Regions from separate parts of the Zea mays genome. Here region 1 is linked to region 2. The links are chromatin contacts, called in public Hi-C maps. All regions are on one chromosome and are shown on one strand. Each heading gives the region's core, a stretch centred on a gene start, on an enhancer-like site or on the middle of the called end of the contact. The rest is flanking DNA. Distances are from core to core; before and after follow the strand shown.

Region 1 (6,630 bases), core at 2,416-4,915, 660 kb after region 2:
ACGGAACATTATCTAAGCGAGTGCGAACATACATTCAACATTCTTGGAATAGAAAGAAACAGTACACCATACATAGGAAAACATGTGCAATACAAAATAACACTCGCTTCTACGATCGCACAAAGGAAAGAAACGCTGAAGTCGAAATAACGATTGAGAAGTTATTGTGTCTACGTTATACAAATATGAAATAGAACATTTATTTCGACATACTCTCATTTCTCAACATTTATTAATTGTCATTAAAGCTATTGCCTAGTTTTGATTAGTTTGCTACGCTAACAACTTTCAGCTAGATAAATAATTCATGTAGCATTAGCGATTATAAGCGAGACGAAATAACAACGCATGACGAAAACCGCCACGCGCGAAGCAGCACGACAACACGTGCCCAGTACGCGCGCAACATGCGTACGACGCACGGGCCGACACAACACGAGAGAACTAATTAATAGGTAACATGATTAAACTAAAAAATATTTAATAAGAATAGTTCATATACAATTAATCCCGTGCGCAATTTGAAATTATAAACTAGATTTAAATTGAAGCGTCGTTCTATTAACCTCCAGTCAAACAAATGTTTAAATAAATTAGATAAAATATGTAACAACAGAGAACTTTACCTCTAACATGTAGACAATTTTAATACGAATCTAACAAAACTTGAATGGAGTGAATCGGAATTAAAATGCAAAAGTTATCGTTGTTTTAATTTAAACTAAATTCCTGCGTACGGATTAAAATAGAACATGGGCTAAATTACAAAACTTCCATCTTCTACCTCCTCTCTTCTCCTTCCTCTCAACCATGGGAGGGGAGGAGGGAAGGGGGCTGCGCTGGGGCCAAGCCGGTCGGCCGGTCCGGCCACCGCCGCGTGGGGGGGGGACGAGGGAGGGGGAGGTATCGCCGCCGGGGGAGAGAAGATGAGGGAGAGGGAGGCCCTGCACAGACGAAAAACGAAGAACATGAAGAAACCATAGATACAACAATGGTGAAGGCTCACCGGAGAAGACGACCCTCGCCGTAGCCGAGCACAAAATCTTCGATTGGGGATGAACAATCGATCGGATCGACGAATCGAAGGCACCGGGACGAAGCTCTCGACGAGATGAACACAGTGGTACCCTCGGATTCCGCCGCCGACGCATAGATTGAAAGTAATTGCTCGCTGGAGTTGTCGTCGGAGTTAGAACCACCTCCGAACTTCGGCGAGCGATTTCGGGATTTCGGATCGAATCTGAGGGTGGGGTTTCGAATTTTGAAAAGGGCTCAACGAGAGGATTCTGGATATATATATTGCTAGAGCTTGAAGATCTTTTATTTTTCGTAATTATCCTATTTCTAAAATTAAAATTCATTTTCAGAAAAGGCAGAAATCATTTTTAAAAAATCATAGGAAAATTCCTAGATATGATTTGGCACCCAATAAACTCAAAAACATATTTAGAACTTTTGAAATGTTTCTAAGTACCTCAAATAAATAGATTTTGAATTTCGAAAAATAGAAAAATATTCAGAAAAATATGAAAATCTACGAGCGACTACTACAAGACATATTGACATGATTCAAACACTTTTTACACTTGGAAACACTATCCAGCAGTATGAATGCAACAATCATGACACTCCTAGAGCTCCTACTAATATAGAACCAAAATAACTCTCTACTGATTTGATAAAGGGAAAAGAAAAGTGAATAAAGAAAAGGGTAACACCTGAACTTTGAGTATAGAGCAAAGAAATTTTTATACCCCAAAATTCAGGGTGTTACATGGACAAATTGAGGTAGTAAATAGAACTTTATCTACAATGCTTAGGGCTATTTTAGACAAGAATTTGAGACATTGGGAGGATTGCTTGCCTCATATTGAATTTGCTTATAATCACGCCACACATTCTTCTACAAAGATGTGCCCTTTTCAGATTGTTTATGGTTACATTTCTAGGGCACCTATTGATTTGATTTCACTTAATGCCGCGAGAGCCCCACATGTAGATGTTGCTGCATATGTTGAACAAATGATTACCATACATGAACAAACTAAACAGAATATTGCTGCTACTAATGCAAAAAGTCAAGTTGCTTAGGAAGAAAACTCGTTACTTTTGAGCCAGATGATATGGTTTGGTTGCACTTGAGAAATGATTAGTTTCCTAATTTGCACCATTCTAAATTAATGCCTCGTGTTGCTGGTCCTTTTAAGGTGCTAACAAAGATTAATGATAATGCTTATATCCTTGACCTGTCTGTAGAATTTGGTGTTTACACTAGTTTTAATGTTCCAGATTTGAAACCATACATGGGCGAGGATGACGAGTTACCGTTGAGGATGACTTCACTTCAAGAAGGGGAGGATGATGAGGATATCAACTGCAACACGAGTACGATACACCAGCAGCACCACCACCTCAGGCGCCACATCCCTCCTCAGCTAGGCCAACTTCACCTTAGGCACCACTTCCTTCATTAGTTGGGCAAATCACTCGGACCCGTGCAAGAGATCTTAACTTCGTCATGCTACTGAATAATGAGGGACCAGAAGAATAGACGACCGGCCCAATTACGACCCAAGGTGGAGGACCTAGGATGGGCCGCCCCTAGGGTTGCGTTTTTCCACCTTGGCCGCCACCAGGGGCTGTGCCCCTCTCTCTATTTATCTAGTAGCTGCACCTCCTTTTGTTCCTTGAGTTTTGTTTTACATTAGCCTTAGCTATTCCCAAACACGCACATATTAGCGCTGTCTTCGTGTATTCAGAACTCCACCATCGAGTAATAGACTAGATTGCTCGTATCTTTTTCTTGTTCGTTCTTCGATTGCGTGCAGGAAATGATCTTTGTGATCAGGCTGATCTTGCACCAGCAAGGTCGGTAACCATAGGGAGTTGGTTCAGCGATTGCATTGGCGCCTCGAGCTTGCTCGTCGTAGTCGGACCGTGAGGGTCATCTTCGCCAGATCGAAATTATCTCCACTCACCGAAAGATCGGGCACTTCAGCCTTATCAGGGAGTGGCTGCGGCATGGGTCCCTTCGGTCAGCTAGTGATGAGGTCGGTGCAGTGATTTGGTTTGGGCCGAGGAGAAGATTCAGCCCAGGTCTAGGTATGCTTCTCTTCTTTATATTTTGTGCCTTCTTTCTTGAATTTAGATTCTATATTCAACTCCAAATTATTTTGAGTTTCAAACTATAAATATACAAACAATAATGCAACAATATTTTATTATTCTATTTATTTATTATTCTAGAGAAGCAATTGCTTCTAGCTATGTAATTCACACATAAATAGTTTATTTTAGAGAAATAATTTCTATTGTATAGCTATCAAGATATGATTTAACTCAAATTTCTTTAAAGAGTTATAGATCAACAAAGGGATAACTTAATTATCTTTTCATTTGATCTTTTATTAGAAAAAGTTATTCATTTTGTGAGAAAATCCTTATTAAAAAGATATGTTGGTTCAAATCCTTTTGGAGAAGCTTTTATAGGTGCTAGAATAGGATTTTGGGGTTAGAGTGTTGCTCTAGCTAATTAAAATAGTAGAATAGCCGTTTGTAGTCGCGGTCCTAGAATAGGCGGGTTTATGTTAAATTCGTTGATCACGGATCACGGTCCACATATTCTTGGGTGGGCCTCTCCTCTCGTTTGCCTGCGCCGCCGCGATCGCCAATCGGCATGGCTCTTCCCAAACCCCGCCCGCCAACGCCGACGGCGTCAGCGGCCACGGGCACCTCCTCGTCGCGAATAGACTCGCCATCGCTAAAGGCCGCGCTCGCAATGGCTCTCATCCACTACAACCGCCTCCCTGGCAAAGCCAACGCCACCGCGGGCACATCACCCCCGTCTCTCCTCCACTGGAAGCGCAAGGTCCCATTCCCCTAGCAGCAACAACCCTCGGATTCAAACCCTACCTCCGCCTCTGACATTAGATCTCCTTCTCCCGCCCAGGCCAAGGACCGGAAGCGCGAAATCCTCCGCCTCCGCGAGGAGCTCAAGGTCCTCCAAGGTATGTAAGGCCATGCCAATCTATCCGCGCTATTGTTCGTCTGGCCGAATTCCATTGCAGGCGTCGTGGAAATTGAGTTTGTTATCGGAGCAGATGGGGTGCGCGGGGAGGAGATGGAGCCCCCGGTTGCGTCGTGCCGGTGCCACTTCTTCGACGGGTGCCGGGACCTTCGACCGCAGCAGGGTGGCGGTGGTGGGGAGCACTGGGTTGACGAGGTGCTGAGGAGGAGGTTTCTCAGACTGGGTATGGCTTCGGTTTGCTTCGATGTGCTAGTATTTTGAAATTTTTGTGGGCTGCTAATGTAATTTATACTTCTGTGATGTGTGACAGTGCGGTGGAAGGAGAAGCGACGGCGAGTGGATCGATCTCTTCCAAGTTCTAGTTTGATCGGTTGGTTCTGTCTTGAATCCACCGTCATAATTTTGATGTCATTCAAACATCTAAAATTTGAAAAGTCTGTAAACAACAGCCTTTCACTTGCCTTGGACTGCATTTCTCTTGCAGTAGAAAATCTGTCAATGTACAGTAGAAAATTTTCCCTGTGACGCTCATTTCTGATTATCTGGGTTACTCTTGGAAGAGAAAATGTTATATTTCTTAGGTTATAGTTTCAATTGTTTCACTTCTCCAGATTTCAACAGTGAGGATGAGATGCAGCAGCTCAGCATGTCGACTGATTTCCTGGTGGAGCTATCAGACGGCATTTTTGCCAAAGTAAAATCATATAGTTTGTTTACAACTAAGATATTTTGTTTCATCTTTCTAAAGGTAAGATTCACTTGTGCAGAGTGAAGCTGGCCACTCATTTGCTACATTTTCTCACCAAGCAGTAGATTTCATTTTGGGTAAGTTATATGTGAGCTGTTATGTATTTGGGCTTTTTCCATTAATCTTTGACAAAAACAGAATTCAATGAAATGAAAAATATGAATATTCAAATGATACACTGTTGCGTATGCAATCTACATTTGTTGAAACGACCTTGGCTAATCATTCGGTAATCATGTTCCCTGTTCAGCTACACTGAAGAACATTCTTTCATCGGAAAGGGAAAAAGACTTAGTTGGGGAGATAATCGATAGTTTAGTGACTCGTTTGATGAAAAGGATGTGCACTGTTCCTGAAAAGCTTGTCACATCAGATTCAGGTGAGAACTTATATATTATTATGTATTTGTTGTCTGAGACAAACACATTTAAAGTAGACATGGTTTGGTGAGCTGCACAGAAGCTATGATTTCATTTTGTAGCATCACTCTTCTCCATATTGTGAGAATAGATACCAGGATTGGGTAAGCGTGTCTGCCTACTAAGCAAGCTCAGGCAACAATGATATGTTTATATAGGAAGGTGAAAAGTGCAACCTTCTCGCGTCGCCTCGCTCGGGCGGCAAACCCTAGCGGTCGCCGCTACTCCACCTCGCCTCTGGCCTTGCCGCTGCCAGAGTAGGCGGCGGCGCTTCCCGCGCGCCTCTTCAAGGATGGCGGTGGCAAGGAGTGCTTCGCTCGCTCCTTGGGTTTCTCGTTCCTTTGGCGACTGTGGTGGTCCGGCGCCCCACCCCCCGCCCCGTGCTCTTTCTTCTCCGCCCTAGCCTAGTCTCTTCGCTTTCGCCATCGCCGCCGCGGCAGACGACTCAGGCGCCGGGCCTAGACCCTACATCGTGAGCGGATCAATGCGCAGGCGAGCACTTGGCACATCGACAAGTGCTGCGGGTGCGGGTGCTAGAGCAACACGATGACGCGACGGCCAGGTGCTGCGCCAAGCGGCTTAATGGGTGGTGGTGGGTCCTTCGGCGAAAGCCATGACTGCTTGCGGGCGGACGACAGTGACGCTTGCGAGTGCCACTCCTACCCTATAGAGGGCGCCGTACCACGAATCTCCCTCGTCCTTCATTCCCGCTGGACTGCTGCGTCGGTGGACTGCTGATGGTGGCAACACGCGACGGCTTGGCGGGGTGGCCTCGACATGGCTGACCCTGCAGCCTCCTCCACGGTGCTGGCGATCACCGCTGCTTTGCTAGGTCTTCGGCGGAAACTCTGCCTAGATTGTTCTAGGCGGGTGGCGGCGACGGCGCTTCAACGTCATTTCTCCTTGAAGGCGCTGTCCAGAAGCCCTTCGACTTGGGTGGTTGTCGGCAATGCAGAGGCCTTTCGTCACTTCGCTTGGCTCGGTGGTGTTTGGGTCTTTGTCGCTCCTGGCATCTACTTGCCCCCGGTGCTCGGCGCTGTGGTTCCAGACTCATCTGTGAAGAATCGGAGCAGCCTCGCGTGGGGTGTGTCGAAGCTTGGCAACGATGGAGCACCGTGATCTTCCTCCTCATGTGCCGGTGTTTGGATGTAGGCGTCGTCGAGTGCCTTTGGTTGTGTACTGCCCGTCATGGGAAGTCGGAGCTGCTCATCCTTTTCGTTGAGCTCGTCAATGACGACTCATGTTGGGCGTTTGTCTGTGGTGTTTGTGGGGGCCCTTCCACCTTTCTCGACTGTGCACTCTGTGTAGGTTTTGGACCCGTTTTCCCTAAAAACTGGGTCAATCCCTTCTTAATTGAGAGGCAGAGATCCTGCCATTACATTCAAACAAAATATGTTTATATAGGTAGAGGACTACCGCGTACAACAACTAAAAGG
Region 2 (6,805 bases), core at 2,235-4,734:
ATAGCACTAACCCTAGACGGGTAGTCTAACAGATATGATAGGATAGCTGCTGCCTGCTGGAGGCAGTCTCATTGTTGTCGCGCCTATGGTCCCACTATGCACCGACACCTCTACAGGTCTTCGTTGGATATGTCCAAACCATCTCAACCGATGTTAGACAAGCTTTAATTGGTGTTACTCCTAGCCTATCATATATATATGATATATCAGTCTGGACTCTACCCTTCTTGTATGGCCATAAATCCAATCCAATGCAACATACACATTTTCTCAACACTTATGGACTGAACATATCGTCTTTTTTGTAGGCCAACATTCTGCACCATACAACATAGCAAGTCATCTTTGTCTTACAAAATTTGCCTTTTAGCTTATGTTGTACCCTCTTGTCATATAGAATGTTAGACGCTTGACGCCACTTCATCCACCCTTCTTTGATTACAGGGCTAACATCTTCATCAATACCTCTGTCACTGGGTAGCACTGATCCTAAATACCTAAAGGTGTCCTTCCTAGACATTACTCGACCTTCCAAACTAACAACTCCTTCCTCATGTGTAGTGCCAAAATTACATCTCATATATTTTGTTTTAGTTCTACTGAGTCTAAAACCTTTGAATTCTAGAGTATCCCGCCACAACTTCATTAGCTATAAGGTTGCGAACCCTATACATCCTATATATGTTATTCTCTCCTTTGTACTCAAGCGTTGGTAAAGATGTTGAAAATAATTGAAAGAAGTATTCCTTTTCTAAGGCCTCTTAAAAGAATCTGAAGGGTTGAACAAATTGCAATAGTAAATTTGATAACAAAATCCATTAGGTGTTTGGACTAGGGGTCGTTCTTTAGTTAAGGTGTTTGTTGTTTCTTGTCTTTTAAGTTAACCCCCCTTCTTATTCTCTAGTGAGATAAGGGGTTTGTGTTGTATGGGACCACTCTTTCTCTCTTTAATACAAAGATACACAGACCTCCTGCATGTTCAAGGAAATAAGAAAAGAAAATCAATCCACTATTATGTTCTTAGTGTATTTCACTAATCTAGTAATGTATTAATGGTTCGCTTCTCTTTTAGCCTCTGTATGCAATTCTTCTTTGGTCAAATTTTCATTCTCCTAGCTCTACTCTGTCTTTTCAGATGCAAATCTTATGAACGTGCTAAAAAGAAGCTGACAATAGAAGAAGCGCCGAATATTCTGACTATTGCACTGAAAAGATATCAGGTACTATCTAGATTATCATTGTCATCAAACATTTACATTTCAAAAGTTCTATATAAACACTGTCCTAGCAATAGAGATGGCAACTACATGTAGAAGAGTGGAATGTTTGTAGCTTCATGTATCATTAAACATTGTCCTTTTATGTGCAGTCTGGCAAGTTTGGAAAGATCAGCAAAGCCATCAGATTTCCAGAAACCCTCAACATAGTTTGCTATATGAATCCAGATACTGATGACATATCGCCAGTTTACAGCCTCTATGCAGTGGTTGTCCATCATGATGTCATGAATGCTGCCTTCTCTGGTCATTATGTATGTTATGTTAAAGATACACATGGAAAGTGGTTCAAGGCAGATGACAGTCAGGTATGCTTACTCTTTTTTGGACATCTCATGGTTCTGTTCTCATGATTAGGGCATGTTTGGAACGTGATTTTGAGCTCCAAATTTCTAGGATTTGCTACAAAAATGAATTAATTCAAGTTCCTTCAAAGTAGGACCTTATGATTTTGTGTCCACAAATGAATCTATAATTCTTGGGAATATGAAACTATTATTATAATATGCATCTTACTAGAATAGTGATCAGATTCTGCATATTATTGGAATAGTGAGGAATGCTTTTTTGTGTTTGTTAGTAAGGGTTAGTTTGGTAACTCCATTTTTTCAAGAGATTTCTGTTTTCCCTTTCCCAAGGGAAAATGAACTAATTTCCCTTGGAAAAATGGAAATCCCCTAAAATATTATACGTCAAAACTTGAGTCCCCCTAACTGATAATCCTCTGGCTTGAAAGCCAACTACGATGGGTTATCATCCTAGTTGGGGTGTGTGGGCTGTATGCTTGGCTGTATGCTTATACGCCTTGTTAGTGCAATGATAACTGTGCATGTTCAAGGGAAAACTGTGGGGGTTATCATCAGAGAATCAGTTGTAAATATGCTTTTAATAACTGTCGTTTGCAGGTGAAACCTGTATCTCTGGACAATGTTATGTCAAAGTGTGCTTATATGCTGCTGTATGCAAGGTGATTACTGGGATTCTTTTGTTCTAACAGTTTCACTCACTTGTCCGGTTATGCCTGAGGACTTGTCAGTATATTCTAAACCCTGTTCTAATTAAATCAGGTGTTCACCGAGGGCACCGAGCTCTGTTAGGCAGGCTATTTCGGACCCAGCACGCCCGAAGAAGGCCAAACAGAAGGTGGTTCCAGGAGGAACAACATGGCGAGGAGGTTCTTTCAACAGGCACCAAGATGGTCAGCGGCATAGCAACCACACGGCAGATGACCTTACCCATGCATTTGACGAATATAGGAATGCACCATATTCGCCTTCAGATTCTCCGAGTCCTAGTGAGAGTTCATCCCTCTTTAGCAACTCTGATGCAGGGTCGCACAGCACTGTAAGCACCGATAGCAGCGAGAGCACGAGGAACTCGACCAGCACCGAGGAGTATGAGTATGTGTTCGGAGCTGCTGATCAGATGTACCCAGGAGGCCCCATGGGAGGAGCACCTGTGGAGAGTGATCAAATGTACCCAGGAGGCCCCATGGGAGGAGCACCTGTGGAGAGTGACTATTCTACGTATTCCCGATCCAGGTCCAGCTTGAATACCAGCTCATCAGGCCGGGATGCATACAGTGCGGCTAGCTCTGCCGACCACAAGCATCAGGTCGTCGGTTCCGGTGGGCAGGTTGAGGGCGATGAGAGCACGTCCTTGTTGTATACTGACAGAAGTAATCAGCAGTTGAGCAGTAAGTTAACAGACCAATATAGGCAGTTAGATGGGAGCGGACATGACCCTGGAGAAACCAGGGGCGGTGTCTTATTGAGAAGACCATCTAGGGACAGGACCGCTCAAACATTTTATTGATGTGCAGGGTTTGGGCTGTAGAGAAATAATGTAATGTAGCCTGTAATATTATCTCGCTGCATTGTGTAAAAAGAGAAGAGAGATGTCGTAGTCCATAAAAGTTGAATCCCCAACTTGGTGATATAATCCCGAGGAACCTGTAACAAATGTCACGTATTCCACGGGATCGACGTAGGACTGTAGGAGTAGATCATAAGATTAATGCAAAAGTTCATTGAACACAGACTCTGAAATCTGTGGGCCTGGCAACGCTCAAACAGATGGCGTGTCACTACTCACTAGTAGGCTCGATTTTTTGCAAGTACAAGTTTGACATATATAGGGATGGCTTCTCCTTGAACGACACGGCCGGCGACGAGGCTTCGGATTCGTAAGTCGTAACCCTGCAGCAGCATTGATTGTATGGGCCAAGCGATGGCCAGGACCCTTATCGGATATATAAGGTGATCTGGTTGGCATAATGCATGCATCACGTGCTTGTTGATAGCTATCGAGATTCTGGAAACCCAGGACCGCAAACCCCCCAAATTCTAGCTGGTTGGCAGTTGGCACACCGTCGGAGTTAGCCGATGATAGAAAAGGTGATCGGAGCACGAATCACGAGGTAAGAAATGGATAGAAAAAGGTTATCGGAGCACGGTTACTCAGAAGAGTCACCGAACTAATGTTCGTTGCTGAAGCGATGGGTGATAGATTATAGTGAACTCAACATCTTTTCTGAGGCAACGGATCATGTGCAAACCAGATATTTGGTGCAAACCGTGCATCCGTGCAAGCAGTTATGAAAATTTCCTAAAATAACCCTCCCATCATGTGTCAGCTATCAAAACAACCATTCCACCTCCTCTATTATACTTTTAAATACCTTCTCCCACTTCTAACTACATGTTGGTTTGCACCATTACATGGTTTGCACCTGATTTGTTTCCTAGATGTATCATCTGCATTTGATACGTTACTTTTCTAAGACTCTAGAATGCCAATCCATCTACTACCTCGATTATGATAGGGGTAATCAGGATGAACCTTCTTTCCTGGATTTGATGGCGGTGTTCGTTAGTGTTGCAACATTCGTTGCCGACGCCCCACACTCCTTGTGCTCCTACTCATTGTTAGTTGCATCAACGAGGGGTACCTAGATTCTTGCTCCAGCAGGGGATTCAAGAACCATGGAAGCCATTTGTGATAGTGGTTCCAGTTATTAGTAGGGTAAGGTGATCGAGACCTTGTGGCGGGTACAGTTTTGGCCAAACGGTTGTGATGGCGTCCATGCCGACCATAGGCTCATTTATATAGCACCCATCGTGATCAGAGGCCACAACCATGGGTGCTATTGTGCCCTCGACAGAGCATGTGGTGAACGCAGGGATAAGGGACTCTTCCTTGATTTCGCTTCACTTCTGTTACTAAGGATGAGAGGACATATCAACAATGAGTCCATGCAAGGAAAGATATAGCACATTAATATTATCTCCAACTATATTATGTCTCTTTTATATTCCTTCTACACATACTTCTCTAAAAATTCTCTCCTCTATCTTATTTTTCTCTAATTTATATCTTGTCATCTATACGTTAAATACCTATATTAAAGATATATTTTACAGGTGATTTTTGAACATACATATTTATCATGTCTTGTACATATTTTAGTTTTGCTTAATCCGCTATTTAAAGTATTAAATTAGATAGAGAAGAGAACCTCTACGTATACAACAGATGAAAAGATGTTTTAGATGATACTGTTCGAACTATAGAGAAGAAAATCCTCTATTAGAATACACAATCTTTACCGATCTATTTTGGAGACAGCCTAAGGCCATATTCTAAACATCTAAAACTAATAATTAACAACTAAAAATACTTGAGAGATTTAGAACAGGTCAACTAGTAGATCAATATATTAATTGTTAGTTATACCGCTTAAATAGCTACTGGTTGTTAGTTGCTCCAACAACCCATTTAAACCAGTTAACAACTTATTAGCTGATTAACAATTAGCTTTGGAGGTTTGAAACAGCCTAAGCCACAAAGTACCAACCGGTTCTTCGAAATTCGGCTACAAACGAAACGATCATTAGCGGCTGTGTGGTGAGTCGAGCGCGACAAGTCGCATGCATTGCCACGCATGCCCGCCCGTTCCAATCTCGTTCACGTCCCGGACAAGCGGTAGCACAGGACAGCCCGCCCGTTCCAATCACGTTCACGTCCCTGACAAGCGGTAGCACAGGACAGTGGACAGGACGGTCCGGCCGTCCGGCCGCCGCCCACAACCTCGTGTGGGCATCTGCCATGTGTGCAGCGTGCCTGCAATCTGCATGCACGCACCCGCGTTGCGGCGCCGTCCCGCATGTAAATTAAACAAGCGAAATGGCCATGATGTGCTCTTCAACTCGCACGTCCCGATCGATCACTCCGTTCGTTCCCCTAGTGCCCACACCGGTTGCGCGTCGCCGACACATGGAGCAGCGGGCGCTCGATCGCCGTGGCCACATATATCTTGGCGTGGGCGTGCCGTCGAAGGAATGCGGCGGCAGCCCGGCCGTGCGGCCGGTAAGATGATCAATTCCAATTTGATTGGCTCCGCTATTCGATCGAGGTGTTTTTTACACCAAAGCATCAACCTCACTGGCCGGCCGGCCGAAAGACGCACCCGCAGCAGCCTCGCGAGCATACCACCATGGACGCATGGCGTTTATACAGAGGTCTATCAATGAGCCACCCACCACTCCTCTTCTCTGTTCATTAGTGCAAAAGAGGCAAGCAAGCCATGATCGTGAGATGTCAAAAGGTTGAGAGATCAAAAGCAGCTGGATCTGGTGGCCTATCCTTTGTTCCCTGCTTATATCTCGCCGACCGGCTCAAAAGTACAAGAGAAATCCAGAGCTTGTTCGGCTGCCCATGTGGGAGCACTGTTGCAGCTGCAAAATACTGTTGCAGCTGCAATCCCTAGAGATAAAATACTGTAGAAGCCGCAGCCGCAGTCGGATTAAAGCCGCAGCGAACAAGCCACCAGTTGGATCGTCCAGCTGCCTGCGCGTGCCATGGAAAGGCGCCGAGGACCTCTCCAGTCCTGGGAGGCTGGGCTCCTGGCTACTACATACTGTTAGGGTGTATTCGTTTGTTCCGGAATCATGGTCTAGAACCAATCCAACCAGGAATACTTATCTAATTTGTATAGGTGTTGACGCCTTTTCGGAGCGCCAAATACTCAAGAAGAACCGGCGGCGGTGCTCTCTGCACAGGGGCGGACGGTCCGCGCGCGGGGCCGGACGGTCCGCGGCCTGGTGCGAGGCACGGTGGTACTCTCTGCGCAGGGGCGGACTGTCCGCGGCCTGGTGCGCGGCTAGGGCTTCTCTGCCTGACGGCCGGACGGTCCGCGCCCTGAGGCCGGACGGTCCGCGCGTACGCAGAGACGGCGGAAGTCGCCGGCGGCGCCTGGATCTCGCTCCCGGGAGGGACCCCGTCGGGGAGGAGAGATCCTAGGTGGTGTCTAGGCTCGGGCCGGCCGACCTAGACTCCTCTAATCGACGTAGAGCCGAAGAGAGACGAAGAATTTGGGGATTGGGAGGCTAAACCTAAACTAGACTAGAACTACTCTTAGGATAAAATGCGAATAAAAGTTATATTGATTCGATTGTTGATGATTACAAATCGGCCGTAGACCTCTCTATTTATAGAGGAGGGGGGCTGGACCCTTTACACAACTGATT

What was found. Hi-C and Micro-C count contacts between places; a contact is called where the count stands out from the background.
Region 1: a contact with region 2 is called in a Hi-C map of tassel, with 5 times the contacts expected there. The contact joins the promoter of LOC100191163 here to the enhancer-like site in region 2. A contact is called at or near these places in 3 of 25 Hi-C or Micro-C datasets (bundle sheath, ear and tassel).

What each region holds. Positions count from the first base shown.
Region 1 is chr4:93,547,878-93,554,507 of Zm-B73-REFERENCE-NAM-5.0, forward strand. It overlaps LOC100191163, which reads left to right and starts at 3,666. Exons shown (of 10, transcript NM_001136598.1): 1 at 3,666-3,868; 2 at 3,950-4,007; 3 at 4,101-4,250; 4 at 4,338-4,397; 5 at 4,639-4,721; 6 at 4,795-4,852; 7 at 5,026-5,154. The coding sequence starts at 3,677.
Region 2 is chr4:92,883,442-92,890,246 of Zm-B73-REFERENCE-NAM-5.0, forward strand. LOC100277781 reads left to right here. Exons shown (of 11, transcript NM_001349958.1): 8 at 1,136-1,220; 9 at 1,370-1,585; 10 at 2,183-2,244; 11 at 2,345-3,308. The coding sequence ends at 3,092. Among protein-coding and RNA genes, the nearest start is that of LOC100277781, 40 kb to the left of the region's middle. Within about 2 kb of position 3,485, at least 14 of the 20 cell types and tissues checked have an H3K27ac peak or open chromatin away from gene starts, as enhancers often do. A contact at or near this core is called in ear and tassel, where this site is marked.